Regions from separate parts of the Mus musculus genome. Here region 1 is linked to region 2. The links are chromatin contacts, called in public promoter capture Hi-C maps. All regions are on one chromosome and are shown on one strand. Each heading gives the region's core, a stretch centred on a gene start, on an enhancer-like site or on the middle of the called end of the contact. The rest is flanking DNA. Distances are from core to core; before and after follow the strand shown.

Evidence for each region. Capture Hi-C pulls out chosen DNA fragments and counts their contacts.
Region 1: a contact with region 2 is called in a promoter capture Hi-C map of liver. The contact joins two enhancer-like sites. A contact is called at or near these places in 3 of 9 other capture datasets (adipose tissue, liver and pancreatic islet).

The regions. Positions count from the first base shown.
Region 1 is chr14:79,624,655-79,630,640 of GRCm38.p6, forward strand. It overlaps Sugt1 (SGT1, suppressor of G2 allele of SKP1 (S. cerevisiae)), which reads left to right. Exons shown (of 13, transcript NM_026474.6): 12 at 187-368; 13 at 4,198-5,986. The coding sequence ends at 4,299. Among named protein-coding and RNA genes, the nearest start is that of Cnmd, 35 kb to the right of the region's middle. Within about 2 kb of position 4,672, at least 1 of the 459 cell types and tissues checked has an H3K27ac peak or open chromatin away from gene starts, as enhancers often do. A contact at or near this core is called in liver, where this site is marked.
Region 2 is chr14:79,507,381-79,513,681 of GRCm38.p6, forward strand. All of the region lies in intron 1 of Elf1 (E74-like factor 1), which reads left to right. It also overlaps the pseudogene Gm9243. Among named protein-coding and RNA genes, the nearest start is that of n-TEttc4, 29 kb to the left of the region's middle. Within about 2 kb of position 1,786, at least 46 of the 459 cell types and tissues checked have an H3K27ac peak or open chromatin away from gene starts, as enhancers often do. A contact at or near this core is called in liver, where this site is marked.

The DNA of each region.
Region 1 (5,986 bases), core at 3,422-5,921, 120 kb after region 2:
CCCCTTACTCAGTTTTTGAAATGTTACTGATGGGTATAGCAGAGAGACACTTAATGCAAAGTAGAAATTCAGTGACCTACACTACTTGCTAAGATGTTCTGGGTACCGTGGTCACAGCGTTTATGTATTTCTTGACATAATCAAACATGCTGATTAATCAGTCACTTCTGTCTTTTCACTTTGCAGATGTAAAGAACATGTATCCGTCCTCATCTCACTATACCCGGAACTGGGATAAGTTGGTTGGCGAAATCAAAGAAGAAGAAAAGAACGAGAAGCTGGAGGGCGACGCAGCTTTAAACAAGTTATTCCAGCAGATCTACTCAGACGGTTCCGATGAAGTGAAACGTGCCATGAACAAGTCATTTGTAAGAAAATATGAAGTTTTCAGATATTTTAAATATTTTAAAATTATGAGTGAATTTTAGATATCTAAAGTAAGAATAAATAGTGAGTTTGAGACCACATTGTGTGACCCGGATAGCTGGGAGAGTGTCTGGTAGACTTTGGTCTAGTGTTGATTTCTTCTTCTTCCAGACTGTAGAGTAGTGGTTGCAGAAATGAAATAAGAAACAAGTGCATTAGGAGTTGGATGGTTAAGAAATACTAAGATTGGGACATTGATGGGAACTTACTGTTTAGTTCAGCTCGTCACAGTAGCTCAATGGGTTCCCACTTCTTTAAAATGAAGAACTTAGGAGAGAGATTTCCAGAATCATATTGGGCTAGTAGAAAATGTCTGTCTAGTATTCAGTGGCTTAATTTATCAATTTATTAAGAAAATTTTGCTAGTGTAGCCTAAAGATCACCAGGTCTCCAGTTCTGAGGTTTTAGTGATAACTCATCACTGTAAAACTGTGTAAATTGTTTATTTACACTTAAAGATGTTATCTGCATGCTAGTTTTGCATGTATGTGTGGAGGTGAGAGGGGGGAATTGCAGGCAGTTGCTAGCTGTGCATGGGTGCTGGGAACTTAACGCCTCTGTAGTCCAGGCTGGCTTTGAATTTGCTGTGGAGCCATGGATGGCCTTGAGCTCTTGGTCCTCCTGCCTCCGTTTTCCAAGCTCCCGTGTGCTACTCTACCCAGCAATTATTTTTCTTGAAAATATAATCATGAACTTGACCAGGAAAAATATTATCTACTCAAATCTTTCCAGGCAAGAAACTCTTCCTTACTGTTGACTTTAAAAATGTGTGCTAGAGAGAATAGCTGTATGTCAGGTCAAAGATGTGATACAAAATCCACATCCATTTTCATATAGAAAATTGATAGTTAACTGAGTGATATATATCCATAAAGCAAGCCATCTGTGTGGTAATATTGACCTTAAATGCAGCTTGCTTCTGTCTCTGAGGGAAGACAAAACAGACTGCCCTTTATTGTCCTCCAGCCTAACTGAAGTAGTGAGGAGGAGATGCTAAATTGCGTTGTAAAGCGAGAAGGGAAAGTTGTCATCAGTGAATATGACCAGACTATCAACTAAAGTCACTTCTGTGAGTTTTATCACGGAGAGTCCTCTTAGGAGTAGCTTATTTTACAGACTTGTCACATTTCATTTAGTCATATTATTTGAAGCCTGCTGTGTGCCAGGCCACCATGATTAGGACTACAGTGAAGGTACATCCAGTTTCTTTGCATGGGTTCTACAGCTGTGAGTCCAACTGACTTGTGACTTGAAAGTGTCATGTTTGTACCGAGTACCTATTATACAGTCTTTCTTGTCATTCAACAAATAACACTATGTGACGGCAACCTGATATTTACATAGCATTGGATATTATGGGTACTCTAGAAATGATCTGTAGTATAGTGGTAAGGTGTGCCTAGGTTATATACAATTTATGAACCATGTTATATGAGGTTTGTAGCATCCACAGATAGTATTGTATATGAAGAAAGGGGTATGCCTAGACCCTCTGTAGATACCAAGTGATATTTATGTTGATAAAATATAGTCCATGCCTTTGATACTTTTTTAAAAAGATTTATTTATTTATTTATTTTATGCATATGAGTACACCACCATTGCTGTCTTCAGACACACCAGAAGAGGGCACTAGACCCCATTACAGATGGTTGTGAGCCACCATGTGGCTGCTGGGAATTGAACTCAGGACCTCTGGAAGAGCAGTCGGTGCTCTTAACTGCTGAGCCATCTCTCCAGCCCAGTCCATGCCTTTGAAGAGTTCTTTTTGTCTCTAGTCAATAATGAGAATTAGACTTACATAGGCAAAATTTTAAGTGGGTATAGTGGTAATCTAGCACTTGGGATGCTGAGACAGGAGAGTTGTGAGTTTAAGATAAGTCCGGGCTAAATAGCAAGACCCTATCTCAAAAGCAATCAAGTAAAGGAAAGGAAGCGATCCTTACATTGCAGAGGTGCCATGTATAGTAATGGTGGTCACATAGAAGATAGGTTGTATGGGAGTCCAGCCTAGTAATTAAAAGTCTGAGGGAACTTGACTGGCAAGGTGACTCAACAGGTAGGGTGCTTGCTGCCAAACCTGATCATCCGAGTTCAATCTTGGGTCCTCTGTGGTGGGAGGAAAGAGCTGATTTCTACTAGTTGTCCTCTGACCCCCCACATGTGTGCCATGGCATGCCCACGCCCGTGCACACATGTACATCTACATACACTAACTAGATGTAATCTAAAAATAAGTCGGAGCCCACCAAGACGTGCTGACCTTCGTGTTTGGAAGGTGAGTAAAGATGTAAAACTGGGATGGAGACTAGCTCCCCTTGCAGAGGAGTTCAGGGAGTTTGCAGATGGTGTTGGTGAGCTTGAGGTTCCAGTTCAAAAGGGTAAACAACTTCCTGTGTTTGTCAGAATGCAGCAAATTAAAAGATTGTAGTTTCAGGAATTCACATTATACTCTGCTATGTATGACCCATGTCCATGAATTTTTATCACAACAAATGCATGGAAATTTTATATCTTTAGAAGTGTGAACCTTAGCCTTTGACAGCTGAGCTGTCTCTCCCTTCCAAGTTTTTAATAATACAGTTATGCATTGCTTAACACTTGGCCGTGTTCTGAGAAATTTGTTGCTGGATGATTTTCACTACTGGGCAGCACCATTGAGTGTGCTTATACAAATCTGTGTAGTACAGTCGGTCACTTGATGTGCCCTGATTTGTGTGTGTTGCTGGGGATTCAATCCAGGCTTGCACATGCAAGACTTGTGCTTCCATGCTGACCTGTACCTACAGCTTGACGGATTCAGAGTCCATGTTACCAAGAGGTTTGGTGAATACAGGACATTTGAGGCTGCAAGTGTAAATAGAATATTCTTTTACAACAGACTTTTTTTTTTAATAAGTGGAGAAGTAATCTAAATTACTTAGTAATTAGTAAGTGAAGCTAAAATTCCAGTAAAAGAAGTTTAGCTGCAACTAATATTTGTTGCTACATATTGTATTGTCATCATCTGAGCCGTTGTTTTATACGGCTAGCAGGCCCCTGCGTTTGATTACATCAGCAGCCCCATAGACACTAGAGTTATGTGCTGGATTATGAACAGTATCAATGGCTACAATATCACTGGGCAGCCAGAAGTATTAAGCTGTGTCATCTTATGACATCAGTATTAAGTACAATTCATTATTGACCAAATCATTTTGATGCACTGTAGGGCTCCATGCACATAATAGGGTTGTTGGTAGGTTGTGTGTTCACTGCATTATAAGTAGATAACCAGGTCACATGTAGTTGACCACATGTCCCTCTGTTGTATGTGCCATAATTAAAAAGAAATTCAGAGTACATTAGAATATGCTTGGCAAAGAGGGAACATTAAGTGTGGGTCCTTAAAGTTCTATTTAACTGGTATTTTACTGTCTTCAGCAAAATAAGATCATGTCATTTGGGGGTGGATTTTATTTTCACTTGTAAGTCAATTTTCCACACAATGCATCTACTAATAGCAGAATACATGGTCCTTATATGGGAGTGCACACGATGTGCCTACCTACTTACTCTAGAATTGTCCTTTGTCAGCTGTCTTCAAACTTGCTAACCTCTCTGGAATGCCTAAGGTTAAATAAAAATGTTGAATTTATATTGAATTATTTTTAGTAGCCTACATATGGGAGAGTGTGTTTGATCCATTTTAAGAAAAATACTGTATTTTGATACACAATACAGGAATAAACCTTTTTTTGTTTTTTGTTTTTTTTTCTCTTTTAATTGCAGATGGAGTCTGGTGGTACAGTCTTGAGTACCAACTGGTCTGATGTAGGTAAAAGGAAAGTTGAAATCAACCCTCCCGATGATATGGAATGGAAACAGTACTAAATAAATCAATTTGCTATCACTGTATTGCGTGTGTTCGAGAGAGCCCATTGTGTGCTTTATCATATTCTTGAGTTTTAAACAGTATCTTTTGAAAGATTAAACCTTCTTGCCTCTCTGTGCTTTAGAAATGATTTTTCCTGCAAGTATTCTAAAGAGTGACAATCACATCTTATCATTTCTGTCCTTAAGGATTTTGCACATCCTGAAACTGAATGAAATGCCAGTTGTTCCTAGATAGATCCGCTCTGTCTAGTTATGAAGTGGAGAAATCTTTAATAGCATCTTGGGTAATTGCCTTATTTTTGATGCAGTGTTCTGTCAATAATTGATTAGACCTGGCAACTTTGGTGGGTCTAACGTTTTCAGCTTCAGTGTTGTGTTTACTTTTCAGAGCTGCTTTGGAATGAGAGCTGTGCATTTCTCTGTGAAGGCTGCTGCTTTATTTACCTTCCTCTTAAGTTTTTCCTGGGAACTTTGAGAAATTGCTGCAGAGAATTCCCTCATTTAGTTTTTATGAGAAGTATTTGTAACTGCAGCAAGATTTTGGTTCTACCTTCTAAATTCTCGAATAAAGCATAGATTCTCGAGTTTACCAGCACACAGATGTAACTGTCAATAAGTAATCTGAGTTGGAGACCAAGAGAATGCCAGGCCTCCTCTGCCACCATTACTGTGGTTTCAGTACTTAAATGGAGAGAGATGCCCTTAGTTTCAGAGTGTATAGTATAGCAGAGAGAAGGCTGACATTCAGGAAAACTTAGGAATGGCTGAATGTTGGGCTACAGAATAGTTTTAACAAACCAAAAAAAATTACCCCATGATGAATTCTTTGCAGTCTATAATAATGCATATTCCACTGGCAACTCACAGATTTGACATCATTTTATCAGCCTTTGTATAGCCTAGTGGCGGGTCTGTGCTCTGGTAGGTGTTACTGATAATTTTGTGGCAAGACACTCCCTTGTATCCTCAGAGCTGATGGTGAAGTGAAGGAGAAACATGTTGGAAAGCATTTCAGCTGCAGAAAGTGTAGGAGAGTTCATATTTACAGTGGGCTGGTCCCAGACCCTTTGCTAATAGCTTGTGGAAGTGCACTGGAGATTAGGAGAGGCTGGCTCCGAATGAATCCCTGATGCCCGCCTCACCTTCCAGTGACTGTTACGTGCTGGATAACTGGCATTACCGGTTCACACCACCATGTTTGGCTTAATCTTTTTGTTGGTGGTGTCCATGCTGAAGTTCTAACTGACCTTTTGCCCACGTAAAGCTGCAAACTACTGTCCTTGTTCTTGAGCACTAAAGGGAAAGGCAAGGTTGACTTCTTGCTAGAGTGGAGTTCAGGAATTCTTTCCTTTGGGAAACAAGATAGTGGGTTGTGGTCTAGATGTTAAATTATCTCAGTGTCTTTGATCCTAAGGGGAAGAGAGGCTTGCTACAGAAGCAATAAAGGCAGGACACCTCCACCAATGTACAAGAATTTCCAGCCCACTCACTTTATAATTTTCAGCAGTTAAGCCTCCCCCCACAAGAGATATCCTTATTGTATGTGTATGTGTGTTTGCATGAGTGTATGTACAATATTTGTGTGTGTATACACCCAGTGCCGCAGAAGAGGCCGCAGGATGCTCTGGAAATGGAGTTGCAGACTCTGTGAGCCTCCTCCATGTGGGTGCTGATAACCACGCCA
Region 2 (6,301 bases), core at 536-3,035:
CCTGGGCTTGATTCCCAGCACCCGAATGACAGCTCACAACTGACTGTAACTCTGGTTCCAGGGATTACAACACCCTCTTCTGACCTCCATGAACACCAGGTAGACAAGTGATACACATACAGGCTAACACTCCAAAGAATAAAACAAATCCAACAAATCAAAAAGAAAACCCATTTATTAGTAAAGTATAATTGGCATAATTTCATTTTTGAAGATTCTATAAAATTTACATTACTGGCTAGTGTATGAATAGCTTCCTGCCAATTATCAAAAATCTGGTGAAGAAAGGGCTAGGAAAATGGCTCAGTAGTTAGAAACAGTTGTGCAATTGTGAGGATCTGAGTTCAAATCTCCTGCACAAACACATGCACACACCATCAGTGAATGTGAGGTAAGAAGAAGAGTGCACTGATGTGTATTTATGCCGCTCACAAGTGTGACTCAGCCGCACGGTGTGGCTATCAGGACAACTTGTAGGAGTTGATTTTTCCTTATAACTTATGGGACCCAGGCACTGAACCCAGGTCATCAGGCCTGGCAGCAGCCGTTGCTTTCTAAGCCATCTTGTGGACCCTGAGACTTTTTATGTGTCTTTAGTAGGACTTTGTTCTGCAAACAGCAGCCTAAGCCTGAGGATTTAGAAAGGCCATAGAATCAAAAGACAGAACTGAAAGGAGTCTCAAAAGTCCCCAGGTTTCCATGCTGTTCCAGGCTTTAACAAGAACAGGAAATGGGACTGGGATTTAGCTCACAGGCTGAATGCTTGTTTTTAGCATGTGCAAGACCCTGGGCTCAATTCCTAGGATTGCAAAAACCCTAGGAGAAAACAGAATGCCTGGGGAAAAGGCTGGCTTGGCAAAGCACCTGCAGGGAAGCTGGAGGGCCGTGTGTACATTCACAGAACTTACAGGAAAAGTTTGGCCTGGTAGCCTGTTCGTAAATCCAGTCTTCAGAGGAACTTGGGGGGAAGGAGACAGATCTGAAGCCTAGCTGAATCTTTGGTTTAGCGGGAGACTCTGTCTCAAAAAATAAAGATGGTGGGCCCGGAGAGAAGGCTCAACAGGTACTGACTCATCCTCTAGCCCCACAGCGTTTGATCTACACCCCATTCACTGGAAGAAGAGAGCTGACCTCTCCATTGTACATAGGGCACCTGAGTGCCCACATACAGATCAATGCACATGGAAAATAAAGGGTTGATAGCACTTGCGAGGTGAGGCAGGAAGATAGTATAAAGTTACTGCATGCACAGTGGACGGTTCTTTACAATAGAAAAGCAGTTTTGTTAAACAGCACCCCTTTCTCACCCTTCTCCCCAACTCTTTAAGTAGAAAAACCTTCCCACGATTATAATCATAACAAAATAAGCCACCTTTTAAAAATACCACTTACCTTTGTTTTGGGTACAGATGTTTTGCTTGCATGTGTGTAAATAAGTGCACACAGATGGGCCCGGTGCCTACAGAGGTCAGAGAGGTGCCCGGTCTTCTGGAGCTAGAGTTTGGATAGCTGTGAGCCAGCACATGGGGCCTGGGAATGAAATCTGGGTCCTCTTCAAGAGCTGCAAATGCTCTCATCTACTGAGCCCTCTTTCCACTCCCCAAACTGTTATCTTTAACCTCACTTCTGTCTGTCTGTCTGAAGCTTCTCTCATCAGACTGTCTCCTTTTAGAACCGCATTGTGTGACTTTTCCAGGCAATTTGCTTCTGCTTTTCCTGGCTAGAGAGGACAGAGGTCGTACAAAGGAACAGTATCATCTGAGTTCAGTGCACTGAGCCAGTGAGCTTATTGGGGTTATAGGAGCATGGGTGAGACTCCAGCAGCTGAGTCACAGAGAAAGCACCCGTCCTACAGGGATGAGTCAGGATTTAGGAGAGTGCAATCGCCCGAGACCCCCAGGCAGCCCTCGACCATGGAAGGGTCTCCTCCTTCCCAGCAGATGACATGACGCCAGGGAGCTGCACCGGATCTTCTCATTCGTATGATCTTCCTGTGCTTTTCAGTCAGGGTTCTTAGGAATTTTATGAGCTCTCTTGTATCTTTAGGAGGGAATTTTTCAATCAGGAAAAAACATTTATAAAATGGACTCTATCACACATAAAACTTTTCTTAAAAATACCTATTTTTAGCCGGGCGTGGTGGCGCACGCCTTTAATCCCAGCACTCGGGAGGCAGAGGCAGGCAGATTTCTGAGTTCAAGGCCAGCCTGGTCTACAAAGTGAGTTCCAGGACAGCTAGGGCTACACAGAGAAACCCTGTCTCGAAAAACCAAAAAAAAAAAAAAAAAAAAAAAAAAAAAAAACTATTTTTATTTATTTGTACATGAGGATCTCTCCCTCCCTCCCTCTCTCTCTTCCATCCTTTCTTTTTGTTTGTTTGCCTGCACATATGTGTGTATCCCATGTGAGTGCACGAATCTCTTGGAACTGGAGTTACAGATGGTTGTGAGCTGCTATGTGCTGGGAAACAAATCCCAGTCCTTTTAAGAATAGCCAGAGCTCTGAGCCATCTCTCCATGTTCCACCCCGATTTCTTTTTCTTTTTCTTTTTCAAAAAAATCAATAGTAACCTTCATATTGCTAAAACCAGTTGCCATTTTGCTTCAGATCTCATCTGCTTTGGTCTGAGATCAGCGGTTGACGCTCACTCACCTCTTAGTCTGTGTTTACTCCTCAGACTCCATGCCGATAGGGTAGATCTTGTTTTCCTCCTCCAATTCTCTGTGGTCCTTCTCGGCCACCCTTGTAAGCTCTTTATCATTTCCCCACCTCTAAATGATGGAGTGTCCCAGGAGTCTTTAGTATATTATCTGTAACTATATGTCATGCGCATGTGCCTAGATATATGCTAGTGATCCCCAAATTGTATTACTTGTTTTTAACCTTATTTTATAACTTAAATTATGATAGAAAATTAACAACACTTCAGTACTGATTTAAAGTCAGTACATCTTATGTTACACGATGAAAGAGTAAGAGGAAAGATATTTGCTTAATGTGTGTGTGTGCACATGCATGTGTGCATGTGTGTATATATTCTTATGCAAATACATTCTTAACAAAATAGGAGTTTCTGTAAGTGGTCACTTCCTAGTGTTGTAGCTGGCATTACTGACACTCTCTGCTGCTTGTTCTGTATTCTCTTGGTCTTCAACAAGTACCCCAGCTTGTTGTGCCCTAGGGCTGAAAAGTTGATGTGGCCAGCTGAAAGTAAACTTTCTGGCTCATTTATGGAGAATAAGGTGTTTGCTAAATCGGTAGCTCCTTTTCAGGTGCCAGATATATGAATTTGCTCAAGGAGTGAAACTGCATCTGGTTAAGTTTACAATATGGTTATTGTTTCCCAAGATCATTTCCAGACGGGTGCTGAGGACGGCCTAACAACTGCAGTCTGTCTTGGTTACTGTGTATATGGCTAGGGGCTAGAACAGTGTCTGACACACACTCAGTGCTCAGGGCACATTTTTGAAGGGTGAGAATGACTAAGAGTGCCTACAGTTAGTAATTAACATTGAGCCTGGAACATGGAGAAAACAATTTATATGTATAGACCCTCCTTCTCAAAATTAAGGCAGGGTCTCTGAACCCTGGTTGGCCCAGAACTCACTGTGTGCTAGGCTGGCCTCAAACCTTTGTCTTACTGAGTGCGAAGATTACAGGGATGCACCACCACACTGCCATCTTTTTCTTATTTTAAGATAGGACAAGAGTGGGTCAGTGTTTGAGGTTGTACTGAAACAGCAGCCTTTAATGTATTTCCCTGAAGGCTCTCATAAAAATCTCAGTGATAAACAGAATTGAAAAGCCACCTGCCTGGATAGAGGATCTCTAAGGTGTGTTCAGGCTTATGATGATAAATATTTTCAATAATTGTAAACTGGTCTGTTGAGGGACTTCTTCATGCAGAGGAGACCTTTTACGTGAGGGTTGAGTGGATGTTCAGTAGACGGTTGGAATGAGGTGGTCAATCCCAGCAACACAGAGATAAGGAGGTCGAACAGAGGTGGGGGAGGATAATTCCAAACTCCAGCAGGATTCAGTAGGTCTGGACTATGTGTATGTGTGCATGTGGGCATGGATGCTTCTGTGCCTGTTTGGTATGTGTGTATGGGAGAAAAAGTGAAGGAAATGTGTGGGCAGAGAAATGGAGTTGGGTCTGGGAAAAGAAGAAAAATTGAAGTCAGGTGTCAGAAGCCTTGAGTACCATGATAAACGGTGGTGTTTTGTTTTGTTTTAAGATGGGGTAATTGGGTCATCTAGTCTAAGTACTTGCCATAAACAATTGAAGGAAGGAAAGGTTTATTTTGGTCTATGATTTCAGAAGATTCAGTTCATGGTTGCTTGGCTTCATGTGCCTGGGCAGAAGATGACAGCAGGGGTGAGGGGTGGAGGCTGCTCTTAGCTTCTTGAAAAATAGGAAGCAGAGAGAGGGGGGAAATAGGAAGAAGCCAGGCTGAAATATAGGACAGGTAGTGATCTACTTCTGCCAACTAGGGCCACCCCTCCTCCCTTTTTACCACCCCCCAGTAACACCACTCTATTGTGAATATATAAAGGGGTAGCTCCATTGATTACACCCGGACCCTCAGGATCTGTTTTTGGAAAGACAAGGTATTTCACTAACTATTGAGGTATTTCCTCCTCTAATCAAGTTGACAACATTAGTCATTATCTGAAGTTTTCTGTTAGCTAATCTCTAACTTGAAATTCCCCTACCTCAGCTTCCAGTATTGGAATTACGGATGAGCATAGCTAGCCTGGCCTTTGTTTTGATTCTTGGACTCAGAGTTGTTTCTTCTCTCTCCCCATCTCCTCTTTCCCCATTGTGAACTAAGGTCACTATCGTTGGTAGAGTTGTTTTTCAGCAAGACTGTTGGTGGTGGTAGAGCTATATATAGGGCCTCACTGAGGCAAGTCAGGAAAGCAGTCTCCTATTGAGCTGTAGCTATAATCCTTTTAGATAAAAATGATTTCAGTGGTCAGAAATAGGCAGGAGAATACCATGAGATTTTCCTTTGTACTGAGTTCCCAGCCATCGTGGGTCCTTGCCTCAAAAAGAGCTGAGGGGCTGGGGTGTAGGCTCAGTGGTTAAGAATACTTGTTGCAGGGCTGGAGAGATGGCTCAGCGGTTAAGAGCACCAACTGCTCTTTTAAAGGTCGTGAGTTCAAATCCCAGCAACCACATGATGGCTCACAACCATCCGTAATGAGATCTGATGCCCTCTTCTGGGGTGTCTGAAGACAGCTACAGGGTACTTACATATAATAATACAAAAACAAAAAACCACTTGTTGCTATTGCAGAGGACCCAGGTTTGGTTCCTAGCACCCATATGATACACATGGTACCTTGCAGTGTCCAGATACAGGGAATCTGATGTCCTCTTCTGACTATCTTGAGCGCCAGGCACAAAAGTGGTACATAGACATATACACAAACTGCTCATATGCATAAGAATATATTTTTAAAGCTGAGACAGGATGATTGGCATGGGTTTGAAACTAGCTCGGACTAAAAGATGAGTTCTAGTCAACTTGCCTAGAGTATAATCCTGACACAGAAACTGACCAGCTCTGTCTGTAGGAGTGAATTACGGATCATGTGATACATACATGTTTAACTTCATTTGAAACTGCCAGTGCCTTCTAAAGTAGATATACCAATTTCCCAACCTACCAACAATGTACAAAGGAATAGTTACAGGCTTGGGAAATGCTTAGTTGGTAAAATGCTTGCTGTGTAAACATGAAGACCTGAGGTTTAGTGCCAGTACAGGTTCTAGTACAGCGTAAGCTGGTCTTAAACATGCTAGGTGACTGAGGCTTAGAGTGCAGGTGTGGATCACCGCGTCTGATGTTCACCTTTTTGAAAGAGTAATCTTAATCTCAGGATACTATTATAATGTTCCTATGGGGTATATATGCACAATTTATTGACTTCCCAGGACGGCAGTGGCTTCAAACTTAAGTGTGTGTGTGTGCGCGCGTGTTTGTGTTGAACCCCACGTTTCACACATGCTTGCTGTATGATTTGCTGTACTAGAGGGGTACGCTTAGCCGTAAAGACTTTTATTTGTTTATTTATTTATTTATTTCAGCATTGTGGATTGAACACAGAGCATTGCACATTTGGTAGTTGTCCTACCACTGAGTGGTACCCTCTATCCTGTGTTTGTTTAAAAAAAAAAAAGAGTTTTGCCGTGTAACTAGGCTGTTTTTGAACTTGCTATGTAGCCTGGGCTTGATTTGGCCTTGTGTTCCCTTCCCTCAGCCTAAGTATTCGAGGCATGTGCCGTTGAACT